2 separate regions of the Triticum aestivum genome follow, and region 2 is linked to region 1. A link is a contact called in public Hi-C data. All regions are on one chromosome and are shown on one strand. The core of a region is the stretch at or near the end of the contact, and the rest is flanking DNA. Distances in the headings are between cores, read along the strand shown. Region 1 has its middle 42 kb from the start of LOC101290673. Region 2 holds the start of LOC101290673 (CBL-interacting protein kinase 31).

Evidence for each region. Hi-C and Micro-C count contacts between places; a contact is called where the count stands out from the background.
Region 2: a contact with region 1 is called in a Hi-C map of leaf, with 5 times the contacts expected there. The contact joins the promoter of LOC101290673 here to the enhancer-like site in region 1. A contact is called at or near these places in 2 of 5 Hi-C or Micro-C datasets (both in leaf).

What each region holds. Positions count from the first base shown.
Region 1 is chr4D:312,953,486-312,961,372 of IWGSC CS RefSeq v2.1, forward strand. No RefSeq gene overlaps it. Among protein-coding and RNA genes, the nearest start is that of LOC101290673, 42 kb to the right of the region's middle. Within about 2 kb of position 2,781, at least 8 of the 8 cell types and tissues checked have an H3K27ac peak or open chromatin away from gene starts, as enhancers often do. A contact at or near this core is called in leaf, where this site is marked.
Region 2 is chr4D:312,995,555-313,003,441 of IWGSC CS RefSeq v2.1, forward strand. LOC101290673 (CBL-interacting protein kinase 31) reads left to right here and starts at 3,824. Exons shown (of 15, transcript XM_044519419.1): 1 at 3,824-4,109; 2 at 4,854-5,095; 3 at 5,967-6,029; 4 at 6,148-6,219; 5 at 6,337-6,444; 6 at 6,544-6,624; 7 at 6,727-6,780; 8 at 6,860-6,985; 9 at 7,111-7,200; 10 at 7,389-7,511; 11 at 7,601-7,711; 12 at 7,870-7,887. The coding sequence starts at 4,904.

The DNA of each region.
Region 1 (7,887 bases), core at 1,531-4,030:
AAAGTGAGATCTGATAGAGATAGATGAAAGTAACAAACGATAAAGTAAATATTTTTGGTATTTTTGGTTTATAGAACGGAAAGTAAAAGATTGCAAAATAATAGATCGGAAACTTATATGATGGAAAATAGACCCGGGGCCATAAGTTTCACTAGAGGCTTCTCTCAAAATAGCAAATAATACAGTGGGTGAACAAATTACTGCCGAGCAATTGATAGAAAAGCGCAAAGTTATGACGATATCTAGGGCAATGATCATGAATATAGGCATCACGTCTGTGTCAAGTAGACCGAAACGATTCTGCATCTACTACTATTACTCCACACATCGACCGCTATCCAGCATGCATCTAGAGTATTAAGTTCATAAAGAACGGAGTAACGCATTAAGTAAGATGACATGATGTAAAGGAATTAACGCAAGCAATATGATGAAAACCCCATGTTTTTATCCTCGATGGCAACAATACAATATGTGCCTTGCTGCCCCTACTTTCACTTGGAAAGGACATCGCGAGATTGAACCCAAAGCTAAGCACTTCTCCCATTGCAAGAAAAACCAATCTAGTTGGCCAAACCAAACCGATAGTTCGAAGAGAATTACAAAGATATCAAATCATGCATAAAAGAATTCAGAGAAGATTCAAATAATATTCATAGATAAGCTGATCATAAATCCACAATTCATCGGATCTCGGCAAACACACCGCACAAAAGTATTCTCCAAGAACATCGAGGAGAACATGGTATTGAGAATCAAAGAGAGAGAAGAAGCCATCTAGCTACAAGCTATGGACCCGTAGGTCTGTGGTAAACTACTCACGCTTCATCGGAAGGGCAATAGGGTTGATATAGAAGCCCTCCGTGATCGAATCCCCCTCCGGCAGGGTGCCGGAAAAGGTCCCTGGATGGGATCTCACGGGTACAGAAGGTTGCGACAGTGGAAAAGTGTTTTCGTGGACTCCCCTGGTGGTTTGGGGATATTTGGCAATATATAGGCAAAAGAATTAGGTCGGGAGAGGCACGAGGGGCCCACAAGGGTGGGGGCGCGCCCTGCCCCCTTGGCGCGCCCTATGTCTTTGTGGCCGCCTCGTGGCTCCTCCGACTTCATCTCCAAGTCTCCTGGTCTAAGAAAAATCATCGTGAAGTTTTCATTCCGTTTGGACTCCGTTTGGTATTACTTTTCTGCGAAACTCAAAAACAAGAAAAAACAGAAACTGACACTAGGCTCTAGGTTAATAAGTTAGTCCCAAAAATAGTATAAAATATCATATTAATGCATATAAAACATTCAAAACAGATAATATAATAGCATGAAATAATAAAAAATTATAGATACTTTGGAGAGGTATCGGTCGCCTCGACGTGGCTTGCCCGCGCCGGCTTCGCCTCGCGCCTTGCCCCACTCCGCAGCGTCCGGCCCCGTCGCGCTCATCAGCCTGGCCTCGCCCCGCCGCGCCCTGCTGCACCCCGTCGCGCTCGCCGCGCCCGGCGTCGCCCGCTGCATCCGGCCTCGCCTCGCACCCGCGCTAGGCTGGTGTTGCTGCAGCCGTCGCATCGCCTCCTCGCGCGCTGCAAGCTCCCCTGCGTGCTACATGTTTGAGAAAATGTCCAGGCATGTCAAAAATGGGCCTGACTATCGTTAGGCGCACTGGTTGACCCAAATAAAAAAGGGACAAATATGTCCGTGCGGCAGACTCAAATTGAAAAAAAAAGTATAAAATGTTTGTCCGTTTGGGTTGGTAGGTTGAGGTTGCTCAGAGGGTCGGCGGGTTGGAGATGCCTGATGGTGCTGACTAGACATAAAGCCGGAGTACGATGTAAAAAAGAGAGAGAAAAGGCTGCTCACCACGTCAGTGCGCGTCAGTTGGCAGGAGGTACAGTCCATGAATATGCCAAGGTCCATGGCTGGCAATCGGTACTAGTAGTACTGTACTCACTCTCTTTGGTGATAATCTATTTTAAGATAATCTGGTGACTGGTGTGACAATCTAATCTGACACTCCATGATGAGTCGGAAATCTCCCCTTCTTCCGGGCCGGTTGCATGCATGTGCATGGAGAAGAAGAGCCGGGTAGCAGCCAGCGACGGGTACCAGGTTGTTCGTAGTACGACGATGCAAAATCATCAAATTCCTCCATCGCACAGCCAATCGACGAGTCTCGTACGAAGACGTACTGTACGCTCTACGAAGCGGGCAAAACTCAAATGCAAATTCACTCACTGGGTCCATTTTCGCCCGAGACGGCATATATCCCCGTCGGCCGAACATACAGGACGGCCGTGCGTCAGTCAGTCAGTCAGCCCGCAAGTTTTGACCGCAGCCGGCCGCACGCACACTCTGGATCAACTCCAGTCCAGCCAGTGAAGGTTTAACACGAGCCCGGCCGGTTGGCCGCCTCGAGATAGATAGATAAGCACAACGGGGCTCGATAAGGCACTGGATCTGACCGCCATGCGAAGCGAGAAGGCCCTCCACGACGCCGGATCCGTACGGATATCTGTCGACGGTAGGTAGGAATATGATAGACGGGCGGGCGGGCGGGACCGAGATCCATTGATCGGGGCGCGCGTGGGCCACGAGCGGCGCGGGGCCGGGGCCAGGTCCAGGTCCTTTTCAATGCTGGCTCGTGTGGTGACCCTTTGTCCGTTCCGCGCAGCTGCCAGGAAGCTTCGTCCATCCCCATCGCCCCCTCGCCGCGGCCCCCGCGACGTCCCGTTGGTTGCTGCTCGGTTTACGTTTGCGGGTGCGTTCTACGCTGCGTGGCCACCCTGCTAGCCGCACTGGCATGGCATGGCATGGCAGCTAATTAAAAGGGGCAGCCATACGCGAAAGCAACCCAGGATAGCTCTTGCAGCAGAGCAGCGTACATGGCTGGCTGGTCGATCGACTGAGGAGTCCGATGCTGATCTTGCGTGCCGGATCTGGCGTCTTCCGTCGTCGACCGTCATCTTCTCTCTCTGTGGGCGCTATCTCATCTTTGCTACTGCCGATGCTGATGCGCGTCGTGACAACGGCCGCGAGTTAAGTTGGACGGCAAGCTCGTACCAAATTTCTGTGTAGTAGCTCCTCCCATCCCATGCATGGCCTCACGCGCCCCATCACACGGTTTTTTTTTCGAGAGATTAAAATTAAATGATCAAACAGGCACCTCATACTATCAATCTACGCTCGACGGGTAGAGAAGCCCGCGCTGTGCATTCGCAGTTTGTTACGGGTGATCGATAGTCCTCTCTTGGATCTGTGGCCAGAATTAGCATGGATTTCACTCGTCGACCATGTCCACGCATTCCCAAGTTCCATCCAAGGCCATGCACGCAGCTGCCACGAAGCTTCCTTCTTCGCAGGGCACACGCAAGTGACACGGGTGAATCTCCTGGCCCCTCGCCACTCCAACAAGTCGACCAATTTTATGGTCAGCAACTACAACAGCTACCTGTAAAATTTTGAACTCCGACAGCCTACCATAGCAGACATGGAGGCAATGATAGAAGAAAGCAGCCACCCAAGCTAGCGCAATAAAAAACCGATCATCCATTCTCTTTACATCGATGCAATGCCAAAAGCCTACACAGAATCTTGCTTGCGCAGGTGGCCATTCTTGTCTTGAGCCGCCGAGGAGAAAAAGGTCGACGTCCACATACTCATGGCTACAAAAAGCTTCACAGCGCGCATACCGGAATTAATAATACAGAAACGGGAACAAAAAGGCATTACCACTTGATCCGTCCAACCAACATAGTTGCCTCCTTTCCTTTAACAAAAACATAGTTGCCTCTTTCCAGTTTTCAGAAAAAAAGGGGTGAAAAAGAACAAACACCGAACACATATACTCCCTTTCGTTTCTAAATATAAGACCTTTAAGAGATTTCACTACGGACTACATACGAATGTATATAAACGTGTGTAGTCCATATTGAGATATCTAAAAAGACTTATATATTTAGGAACTGAGCCAGGATAGAGCGACGTCACTAGAGAGAAAAATGTAGGGGAATACACGCATGGACTCACCTGAACATGTGTGCACTGAATCAACATAGCACTCCGGATATAGGCGAATACAAACCGGAAATTCGCAGGGCAGGCGAGTGCAGGGGCACTCGCCTTCCAAGGCCTGCCGCCCGCTTGATTTGCCTCGCGATTCGCGAAGCAGTTGAATCCTGCGGGAGGGCACAATAAGAAAGGAAATTCCTCAAAAAGCTTTAAGTTCCAACAATGAAACTTACGGTTTTTGCATGTAAAAATGCAAAATTTCAACAAGTTTTAGAGATATAAAGCAATTTTTCTGTTGGCCATAGACACAAAATAATTTTATCGGACCCTCATACTAAGTTTCAACATTGAAACTTCACATTTTTTGTAAAAAGTCGTCAAAATATACTATTTAAAATGGATCTTAGTTCAAAGTGCTGGTCACGAGAAACACGAATATGAAAACATAACTTAATTTTATTTTTTTATAAGATATAAAACTTCAAAAATTGAAAGCCAAAATAAAAAACCGGCAACAAGACCTGAGTGGCCACGCACCTGCGTGCCGCAAATCCTCGTTCGAACATAAACATATGTACCTTCTTCCCGGGGAAAAACGCAAGCGCAATGCTAACGGAACTGAAGGCGTGCAACCGGATTCACTCTGTGCATTTTGAAACCGAACCGAAAAACCATACCAAAATAAACCAAACCAATTTTACGGTTTTTATGTGTGGTATAATTTTTTTCATACCGTTTTGAACTTCCATTTTTATAGTATATATCGAAAAACCAAACGGTTAATCAAATAAACCGAAATAAAAGATATATTTACATTTTTTGAGGCGAACAACCATATGAGTTGCCGCATTTCTTGTACATGAGCCAGATTGCCTAATAAGCACGTGCATTTTCCGTGTAACATAGTCATTTTTTTCTAAAAAATGCTAAGCACGTCCATAACCACCAAGATATGAATTAATCCATGTATATATATATCCTTATATATATACTTATATACTATTTGAGTTTTGAGTCATAAAATTGTAAATTATTATTACATCATTTTCAAATTCGTGTCAACTTTGATTATTATGGATATATCAAACAATATCAGAATCGGACATTATTTTAATCTCATACCATATTTACCGAAATATTAATACTGTACAAACCCAAAAACCGTATAAAACGAACCATATAAACTGAATAAACCGAATGCACGGAGTGAAGTCGGATGCATGAGAGAACTATGGCCATGCATTCATGTGCACATGGCTATGGTCCCAGGTGGCAGGTGAGATATTGGGTCCTCATGGTTAAGCTTGTCGTAATGATAGTATCATAGCTAGTACTCATGCTACTAAATAGATAATTTTGATGAGTTGTCATAAAATTAAATGAAGAAAGAGAGCATTGAGTATCATATCATGATACTGTATCATAATAAATGCTATGCTAATATGTGTCATGCATGGCAATAAATAAAGTACTACATGATACTAATATATGATACTATGCATTAGGGAGGTAGTATCATACACTAATATCATATGCATGACACTACTATATGATACTCCCCATTACAACCAGCCTAATAGTAAAACTAACCGCCGGCTCTACCCAACAATTATGTACTTCCTCTATATAAAGAACTATAAGAGCGTTTAGATCACTATTTTAATATATAGTCAACTTGTTCTCTTCTCTCTCCATCTATTCTCTTCTCTCTCCGTCAACTCGAAAAGAATATAATATTTAAAATCCTTATAGTCTGTTTATACCATTTTATTATACTTTGCTCTCACTGAGGGTAGTGTTCCACGGCCTCCTTGCCATTGTGTACTACGTGGTTACAGGTTTCAGGGCAACTTTCAACACTGACCCGCAAATCAAACACCGCATTCGACCGTAGACACGGATGTGGAAGTCGACCATTCAATGCTATTTGCATACATTTCAAAACAAGTTTAAATAAAAAGGACGAAATTGTTGGGAAACGTAGTAATTTCAAAAAAAATCCTACGCACACGCAAGATCATGGTGATGCATAGCAACGAGAGGGGAGAGTGTTGTCCACGTACCCTCATAGACCAAAAGCGGAAGCGTTAACACAACGCAGTTGATGTAGTCGTACGTCTTCACGATCCGACCGATCAAGTACCGAACGCCCGGCACCTCCGAGTTCAGCACACGTTCAGCTCGATGACGTCCCTCGAACTCCGATCCAGCCGAGTGCTGAGGGAGAGTTTCGTCAGCACGACGGCGTGGTGACGATGATGATGTTCTACCAACGCAGGGCTTCGCCTAAGCACCACTACGATATTATCGAGGTGTAATATGGTGGAGGGGGGCACCGCACACGGCTAAGAGATCAATAGATCAATTGTTGTGTCTATGGGGTGCCCCCTGCCCCTGTATATAAAGGAGCAAAGGGGGAGAGGTGCGGCCAGCCTTGGGGCGCGCCAGGAGGAGTCCTACTCCCACCGGGAGTAGGACTCCCCCCCTTTTCCTAGTTGGATTAGGACTTGGGAGGGGGGAAAGTGGAGAGGGAGAAGAAGGAAGGGGGGCGCCGCCCCCTTCTCCTTGTCCTATTCGGACTAGGGGGAGGGGCGCGCGGCCCAGCCCTAGCCGCCTCTCCTCTCTTCCACCTAGGCCCACTAAGGCCCATTATGTTGCCGGGGGGTTCCGGTAACCTCCCGGTACTCCGGTAAAATCCCGATTTCACCCGGAACACTTCCGATATCCAAATATAGGCTTCCAATATATCAATCTTTATGTCTCGACCATTTCGAGACTCCTCGGCATGTCCGTGATCACATCCGGGACTCCGAACAACCTTCGGTACATCAAAACATATAAACTCATAATATAACTGTCATCGAAACGTTAAGCGTGCGGACCCTACGGGTTCGAGAACTATGTAGACATGACTGAGACACGTCTCCGGTCAATAACCAATAGCGGAACCTGGATGCTCATATTGGCTCCCACATATTCTACGAAGATCTTTATCGGTCAGACCGCATAACAACATACGTTGTTCCCTTTGTCATCGGTATGTTACTTGCCCGAGATTCGATCGTCGGTATCTCAATACCTAGTTCAATCTCGTTACCGGCAAGTCTCTTTACTCGTTCCGTAATACATCATCCCGCAACTAACTCATTAGTTACAATGCTTGCAAGGCTTATAGTGATGTGCATTACTGAGTGGGCCCAGAGATACCTCTCCGACAATCGGAGTGACAAATCCTAATCTCGAAATACGCAACCCAACAAGTACCTTTGGAAGCACCTGTAGAGCACCTTTATAATCACCCAGTTACGTTGTGACGTTTGGTAGCACACAAAGTGTTCCTCCGGTAAACGGGAGTTGCATAATCTCATAGTCATAGGAACATGTATAAATTATGAAGAAAGCAATAGCAGAATACTAAACGATCGTGTGCTAAGCTAACGGAATGGGTCAAGTCAATCACATCATTCTCCTAATGATATGATCCCGTTAATCAAATGACAACTCATGTCTATGGCTAGAAAACATAACCATCTTGGATCAACGAGCTAGTCAAGTAGAGGCATACTAGTGACACTATGTTTGTCTATGTATTCACACATGTATCATGTTTTCGGTTAATACAATTCTAGCATGAATAATAAACATTTATCACGATATAAAGAAATAAATAATAACTTTATTATTGCCTCTAGGGCATATTTCCTTCAGTCTCCCACTTGCACTAGAGTCAATAATCTAGTTCACATCGCCATGTGATTTAACATCAATAGTTCACATCAACATGTCTGTCACATTCAGATCCGTAAGTATTTTGCAAATTTCTATGTCTACAATGCTCTGCACGGAGCTACTCTAGCTAATTGCTCCCACTTTCAATATGTATCTAGACCG
Region 2 (7,887 bases), core at 2,574-5,073, 43 kb after region 1:
CCTCAGTAGAGAAAGCCAAAAACTGACTGTCATGATACAGCGGGAGTTGGTTGGCTATTCGGCGACTTAATACAAATCTCTCGCGATTTTTTCCATATTATATGAAGGACTGACTTCGGTTCGGTCACGCGCCTAAAGGCATCCCAGTTCGGAAAGCCGCATGCACACCAGGGGCTAGTTCTTAGCCCCATGGTCAAACTCCTATGGCTAAGTGAAAGTGCTAAAGCCGCATAGTCTGATTGCCTGGTTCGTTACGTAAGTCACCTCCTTTACGGACCAAGACATTGTGTCAAGAGTGATTACACGTTATTATGAACACCCCCGCAGCATCTACGTGGGGGCTGAAGCCGATGACTGGCAAACTTTCAAGAATAATAAAATACGACCACACAGGAGGTATGTAGTTCGGATAAAAGCATAAAGACATTACAAAGTCTTCGTTTATAACACAAGGTCGGGGCAGTTCGGATACATTCACTCGAACATAATATCCTTCGAGCATTGACCCTCTATCAAACAGGCACCCTCGAGGACATCTTCAAAATAGCGCTCCAGCTTGCGGTGGTCCTTGCCGCCGGGCGGACCTTCAACTGCCACGACGGCGGCTTTTATCTTCGCCCAGTGCATCTTGACACGGGAAAAGGCCATCCACGCACCTTCTATGCACGCCGAGCGCTTCACAGCCTCAACTCGGGGCAAGGCGTCGCCGAGCCGCTTGACTAGGCCGAAGTAGCTGCTCGGAATGGGTCCGGCTGGCCATAGCCGGACTACGAGGTCCTTCATGGCCAAACCAGACATCCGATGCAGCTCTGCCAGCTGCATCATCTGGTTGTTTAGCAACGCTGGCCGCTCCGGCGCCAAGTACTGTGACCGGAAGAGCTTCTCCGTCGTGTTCCCTTCTTGGGCCCGGAAATACTGAGCGGCGTCGGCAGCACTCCTCGGGAGATCCGCAAAGGAGTCTAGAGCACTCCATAGTCGATTTAGCAAAGCATACTTCGACCGCCAAATATACTCTGTAAAAGAAAAGGCTTACCAGCCGCTATCTGTTCGGCTTGCCTGATCTCCTCGCGAGCCGCCCTAGACTCGGTCCGCGCCTCTTTTGCCTCTTGAAGAGCCTTGGTAAGTTCGGCCGCTTGGGCCTTATTACTCTCCTCCAAGGCCTCACACTTGTTGGCGGCATCCTGGAGCGCTTGCTCCACTTCGATCACCCTCTCCTCATACTGGCGGCGGGCGACCTGTTCGGCCTTTAATTCCGCAGCTGCTTTGTCTGCGGCCGCCTTGCTCGCCCTCGCCTCCTCCTTGGCTTCGGCAAGGGCACTCTTGAGGGTCTCGACCTCGGTAGCACTGCCTAAAATCATACACATAGCAGCACATGATCTTAAACTCTGAGTTTGCATTACAATTCAGGCTTGTAAGGGGTCTTTTAAAAGCATACCTTGGGCCTCATCGAACTGCTTGTTCACACGGTCGATCTCATCTTCAGCCAGCTTCAGTTTCTGCTGGAGTTCGAAAACTTCAGCGTCCTTGGCTGAAGCCGCTAATAGTGAAGCATGTTTATCAAAATAGATAAGTGTGTCATCTCCGGCGAATATTTGATCCTCTGTCCGACCCCTTTTTCCAAAAAACCGAACAGATCTCAGGGGCTACTATCTATACACAGTCATACTTTTTGCACATATAAAAGCGGCTAAGAATATTATGTCGTATACCTCAAAACCCGTTAACAGGCTAGTGAAAGCTTCGTTCAGTCCGCTTTTGGCGGACTGAACCTTCTCAACCACCGTACTCATCAGGGTACGGTGCTCCTCCACGACGGAAGCACGTCGAAGTGCTTCCTTGAAAGTGTCCGGCACCTCCAGATTGATGGAGGTTGCCGGTGGAGTCGGTACTCCCCCTCCCTTAAAGGGGGCTGCTCGCTCGATTCCGGAGCCGTATGGGTCTCCAGAGTTGTATTCGGCTGGGGGCCGGCTGGGGGCTAAGATAAATCATATAGGCTAGACATCTAGGGTTTAGCCATTACGATCTCGAGGTAGATCGACTCTTGTAACCCCTATACTCATCAAAGTCAATCAAGCAGGAAGTAGGGTATTACCTCCATTAAGAGGGCCCGAACCTGGGTAAACATCGTGTCCCCTGCCTCCTGTTACCTTCGATCCTCAGACGCACAACTCGGGACCCCCTACCTGAGATCGGCCGGTTTTGACACCGACAGCGCTTGTCCCAGGCCGGTCATACGTCCACAACGGGGGCGGGGCTGGCAGGGCGGGAGGTCCCAAATCCGCCTCATCCCTAACGAGGTCGGCAATGCCCACTTTCAGATGCTACTAGAACGGGACTAGGGCATCTGTCAATGTTTTCCGCGACATGTTTTGGAGAGGAAATGGTGAAACGATGTTAAGCTAGAGAGATTTGAGAGGCGTCGGAGAGGGCAATGGGAGAGAGGGGAGGCCGTGATGTCCTTTTATAGGTTGTCACGATCGCCATTAAGAGGCCAGTTGAGGAGGTCGCAGATGGCTGGAGGCCATCAAGCTGCGTGCTTCTGGTGAGAAGTGTGGGCGCGCTCACATGCCTCTCGTCTGCTCACACAACACCTCTCGGGGTGCTTACATGCAAGCCGGAAGATGATGATATGTGACAGTCATCTGAAGGACTATGACTGGAATCTGAGGGAGCGTGGGTGGCGTTAATGACCGGGTGATTACTCGCTAGTGGTGCCTTGAAGGCCACACAACTTCAAAACCAATTGCCGCGAGGAGGAAGTGGAAACTTACCTCTCGCGTAGACGGCTGGATATGAAGCGAGCTCCAGACGAAGACTCCATGGTGGTGGTCATCTCCTAAGTCGGAGGTGGTCGGCCTGAGACTAGGTGGTCGGATCTCGAGATCCGTCATCTAGTCCCAGGTGCGAGTCGGGGAGACATAGTTGTCAATGAAAACCGACCTGATGGCGGGCGATGCCGGTGTTCTGCGACATTACCTTGATGAAGGCATCGTCCTGTAACTATTGTCTACCCACTCGTGCTGCTCCGGGTGAAACCCTAGGATCTGGTCTTCCAGATCGGACGATGGTGGCACTGCGGTGTCGTTTCTCTCTTGGGAGCATCGTTTGTGGAGCAGCGCTGGAAAATAGAGGCAAGAGGTGGAGCGGCTTCATCTTGCACGGAGCTTCGGTGGAGATGTCAAGTCATGCCTGACCGACAGGTGCTATGTTGTGTCATGCCTGTTCGGCAGGTGCTACGCACGACAGATTTTCTAGAGACTTCAAGCTGTGTCGGCTGGTGGTACTTGGTGGTATGGTGTTGCGGTGTACCGGCGGCGACCGCGAGGTGTTCAGAAGTTTGCACGCAGGGAGGTGGTGTTGTTGGGCGCCGCGGTGGCGTCGACGGACGATGGCCGGACTGACAGGATGACGTGGATCTCTTTACTGAAGATGGGTCTGCGGTTCGATGATGTTGCCGGCTTCTAAAACGTGTACATGTGGTGTACGCTTTAGGTTTGCTGCACCGGCTGTAAATTTTAATACCTTATACATACGTGCAAAGTTTTGTATGCATAGTTAAAGGTTACCATACGAAAAATGAGCGAGTGACCAAGGGCGAGTTCGCGAGCCTTAGCATGCATGGTTGGCTCTGATAAGAGCACAAACTTATCTACATACTCTGGCCTGGTCTCTGGTGCACACGATGTTCTTCTTCCTGGAGTAAGTAGAAAATACCACTAGTATCCCCCTAGTAGAATCGAAAAGCAGCAGTAGAACGAAGGGGACGAAAAGGATAGGCCATGCAGCCCTTGGGAACTGAAAGGGTGGCAAGGCAGCGTCGGCAATCAAACTTACGTACGCCAGCAGCGGCTGCTCTGCTCGCATCCATCCCGATCGATCCCCATGTCCTTTTCTCGTGGTGGTGCTACTCTAGCTGTGCGAGCACGTACGTGTCAGCCCCCACCTCCTCCCTCCCTCCTTATTTAGCACGACACCTCCCTCTTCCTCCTCTGCATCCACAGCAACAGCTTCCTCTTCCTCCTCAGACCCACCCTCGCTACCTCCTAGCTGCATCTGCTGCTAAGCTCCGCCTCCACCCGCGCGCTGTCTGCTAGCTCGTCGCGTTGAAGGTAAGCCGCAAGCGCCTACCCCTGAATCTATCTGTTCCCTACTGTGCGTGTGCGAATTTTGCATTTCTTGTGCTAGTCGAGGAGGTAGCAGTAAGTGTGCAGATTATGCGCTGAGCTTCATGCGCATTTGCTAGCTCATTGGTTTCATGCCCTGTGAATGATTTTACGACGACTCATTTCTCTTTGCTCTGTTCATTTGAGTAGTACACATACTTCTTTGAGCGAGGATTATGTACCTTACTCCAAAAAGCAGCAGTAACCAGTACATATCTGTAACCTGCTTTCTGAAAATGTTTTGTCATCTTAGGTGACTGTCGGGTAGGATCATAGGTTACCAACTGGAGATTCTTCCTATGCTATGTCTATGTGGCCTCCATCTATGTAGTACCTGCCATGTACTACTTTTCATGAATTTTTTGCCTTTCGGCCGCAGGAACATGCGTTTAGTTTGGGATGATGCATCTCATGGTCTTCGCCACCTTTTTTTTTGTTTGTAGATATGTCTATGCCACCTTTTATATTAGTAAAAGTCAAAGTGGGTTGAGTGTTTTGGACTAGGCTGGTCATTTTATATTGATGATGATGATCAGGTGTTGTTTAGTCTTCCTGGGATCTTTAGGATCTACGCTACTTCTGCTGTTCTTCCTTTATCCTTTTTGGGAAAGATGGTAAAGGCTGCCTCATGATACCAAATCAATACCAAGTTCATAGTGTCCAAAGCCTGATTTCATTGCGCGACTGCAGGTCGTTCAGGAGCATTTTGAAGGTTGAAAGTAACCTTCGGCTGTTGGAAGATGTATCGGGCCAAGAGAGCCGCATTGTCACCAAAGGTGAAGCGCCGTGTCGGCAAGTATGAGCTCGGCCGCACCATCGGGGAAGGGACCTTTGCAAAGGTCAGGTTCGCAAAGAACACTGAAACTATGGAGCCTGTTGCTATCAAAATCCTCGACAAGGAGAAGGTTCAGAAGCTCAGATTGGTTGAACAGGTCATTATCACACAATTCCCTCATATGACGTTGTGGTAGTTTCTTCTTGTTCCTTTTATTATCTGAACATATCATGTCACAGATCAGATCATGATATGAACGTGGTAAAATTTTAAAGTTCAGTCAACCATGCATATCATCTTTTATGAATACTAGTTTTTTTTTCCAAAAAGGGGGGAAGACCCCGGCCTCTACATCCTCATGATGCACACAGCCATTTTCATGAATGTTAGTAACCAATAACCAAGCCAGCAAAAGGATTATGTTTCTTACCTTTTTTTCTGAGATGCACAGATGTGATCTTTGGTTTTATCTAGTTAATAAAGCTTTTATAAAATCTAGTTAATAAAGTTCATTATTATAACTTACATCTTTATATCAAGAAGCTAACTGGAGAAACCATTTCTAGCTTCCCTGGATGTTGCCGTGTCAGCATGGGGGCATAGGAAGGTGTGACTTCAGTTAAGAATGATTCTGTATCTACATACTTGCATTACATAGCCCCGCGATCTTACCCACATAGTGCTCTTACAATTGAAGTCATCTCACCAACTCATTATGTTTTCCTAGTATCTTGTACAGTTTCCAATTGATGTCTGAACTTTGTGCAAATTGAACACAAAATTATTTCCTGCACTTCAGCATATGTGTCCCTTGTTGCACTATCGGGTGTCCATGTCCTCAATTCTATCTAATTGCCTTCACCATACTTTGGTGATCTTCCAAGTTCTAAGTTCTAACCATACAGTCCTCAAACAAGGACTTCTGTTAGCCACAAAAACATTGACAAAACTGAAACATATTGTTTCATACATGCTCATATAGTGATATTTGATATCTGTGTCCTAATACTATCCTCAACTCAATGCAGATTAGGCGCGAAATTTGTACTATGAAGTTAATAAAGCATCCTAATGTTGTTCGACTGCACGAGGTAAAGACCAAAAATCAATCGGCGATTCAAGATCTATCGCCATACTTTAGTAGATTTGTGTTTATTCATGGCTGCGGTCTTACTACCTTTTTTTGCTAATATTTGCTTTGTACCTCAGGTGATGGGAAGTAAAGCAAGAATTTTCATTGTTCTGGAATACATTACTGGAGGGGAACTCTTTGATACCATTGTAAGTGCCAATATATCACCCATCTATCTGTAATTGCTGAGGTTGTATTATCGGTCAGATTTTCATTCATGTTACATGATCATCTTTTTAATCTGTTTTATTTGCTGTTATGCACAGTATACCAATGGAAGGTTGAAAGAAGAGGAGGCACGCAAATACTTTCAGCAACTGATAAATGCCGTTGACTATTGCCACAGCAGGGGTGTGTATCACAGAGATTTGAAGGTAAAAACTTTATCTTCTGGGTCATGTGTTCTTCTATGATTAACTATACACATACAAGTACAGGAAAGTGACAAAATGATGTTGAACCTGCATTTGCAGTTAGAAAATTTGTTGCTTGATGCTGCTGGAAACCTCAAAGTGTCCGACTTCGGTTTAAGTGCTTTAACTGAGCAAGTGAAGGTATTTTTAAGATATACTCCTACTTTGGGTAAAAATTTCTAACTGGTCACATCATTGTCTTCTGTTGATTCTCACTGTTATTGAAATTCTTCGACTCTACAGGCTGACGGGTTGCTGCACACAACATGCGGGACTCCGAACTATGTTGCTCCTGAGGTAATTTTGTTTTGCTTATCATAGTAAGATCATGTGTCCAATCCACTAGAACTATTGTCTAACTTAGATCTCTCTGCAGGTGATTGAGGATAGAGGTTATGATGGTGCAGCTGCAGATATCTGGTCTTGCGGGGTAATCCTTTTTATTCTGCTTGCCGGGTTTTTACCTTTCGAGGATGAAAACATCATCGCCCTTTATAAGAAGGTAATACTAATACTGTTCAAAAGATGCAAAAATGCGAAAAACATCTCAGAGGCTTCTTTTCTCAGGGAGTATCTTAGATGATATTATTGCTTATTATTTATTTTTACTCCCTTCTGGAATAACAGATCTCAGAAGCTCAATTCACATGTCCCTCTTGGTTTTCTACTGGAGCTAAGAAGCTGATCACCAGAATTCTGGACCCTAATCCTGCAACTGTAAGTGGCATACAACTTTTGAATATGGTTGTTGAAATCACTAAGAATAATCCTTTCAAAAGAGAGTCAGACTTGTGAGCAGTACTATAAAAGAAACACCAGTAGTCCTTAATTTCATTCTCAGTCCTGAAAAGAAGTTATAGAATCCCAACTCATCTGTCCTGTTTTTGTTGTTGAATGTTGAACAGCGTATCACCATTCCTCAGATACTGGAGGATCCTTGGTTCAAAAAGGGATTCAAGCCACCTGTTTTTGACGATAAGTATGAAACTAGCTTTGATGATGTCTATGCTGCATTTGGAGACTCAGAGGTGAGGCAGTTGACCTATATAGTTAAAATACTTACATTTGTGGTTGGAATAAGTTGATTAACTATATGCATGTCTTAATAATTTACCAGGACCAGCATGTGAAAGAGGAGACTGAACATAAGCCAACCTCAATGAATGCATTTGAACTGATTTCACTGAATCAGGGACTGAATCTGGACAACTTGTTCGAGGCAAAGGAGGTCAGAACTGAAAATTCTGAAATATTTCTGCTGCAGACATCGATTATATGTCTTATTATGTGTGGTTTCCCATAGTCTATTGCCTGTTTGTTGCCTATGATTTTCTTTAGAAACTGCATATCATTGCAATGTACTTATCTGTATGAATTATGTCGCAGGAGCATAAAAGAGAGACA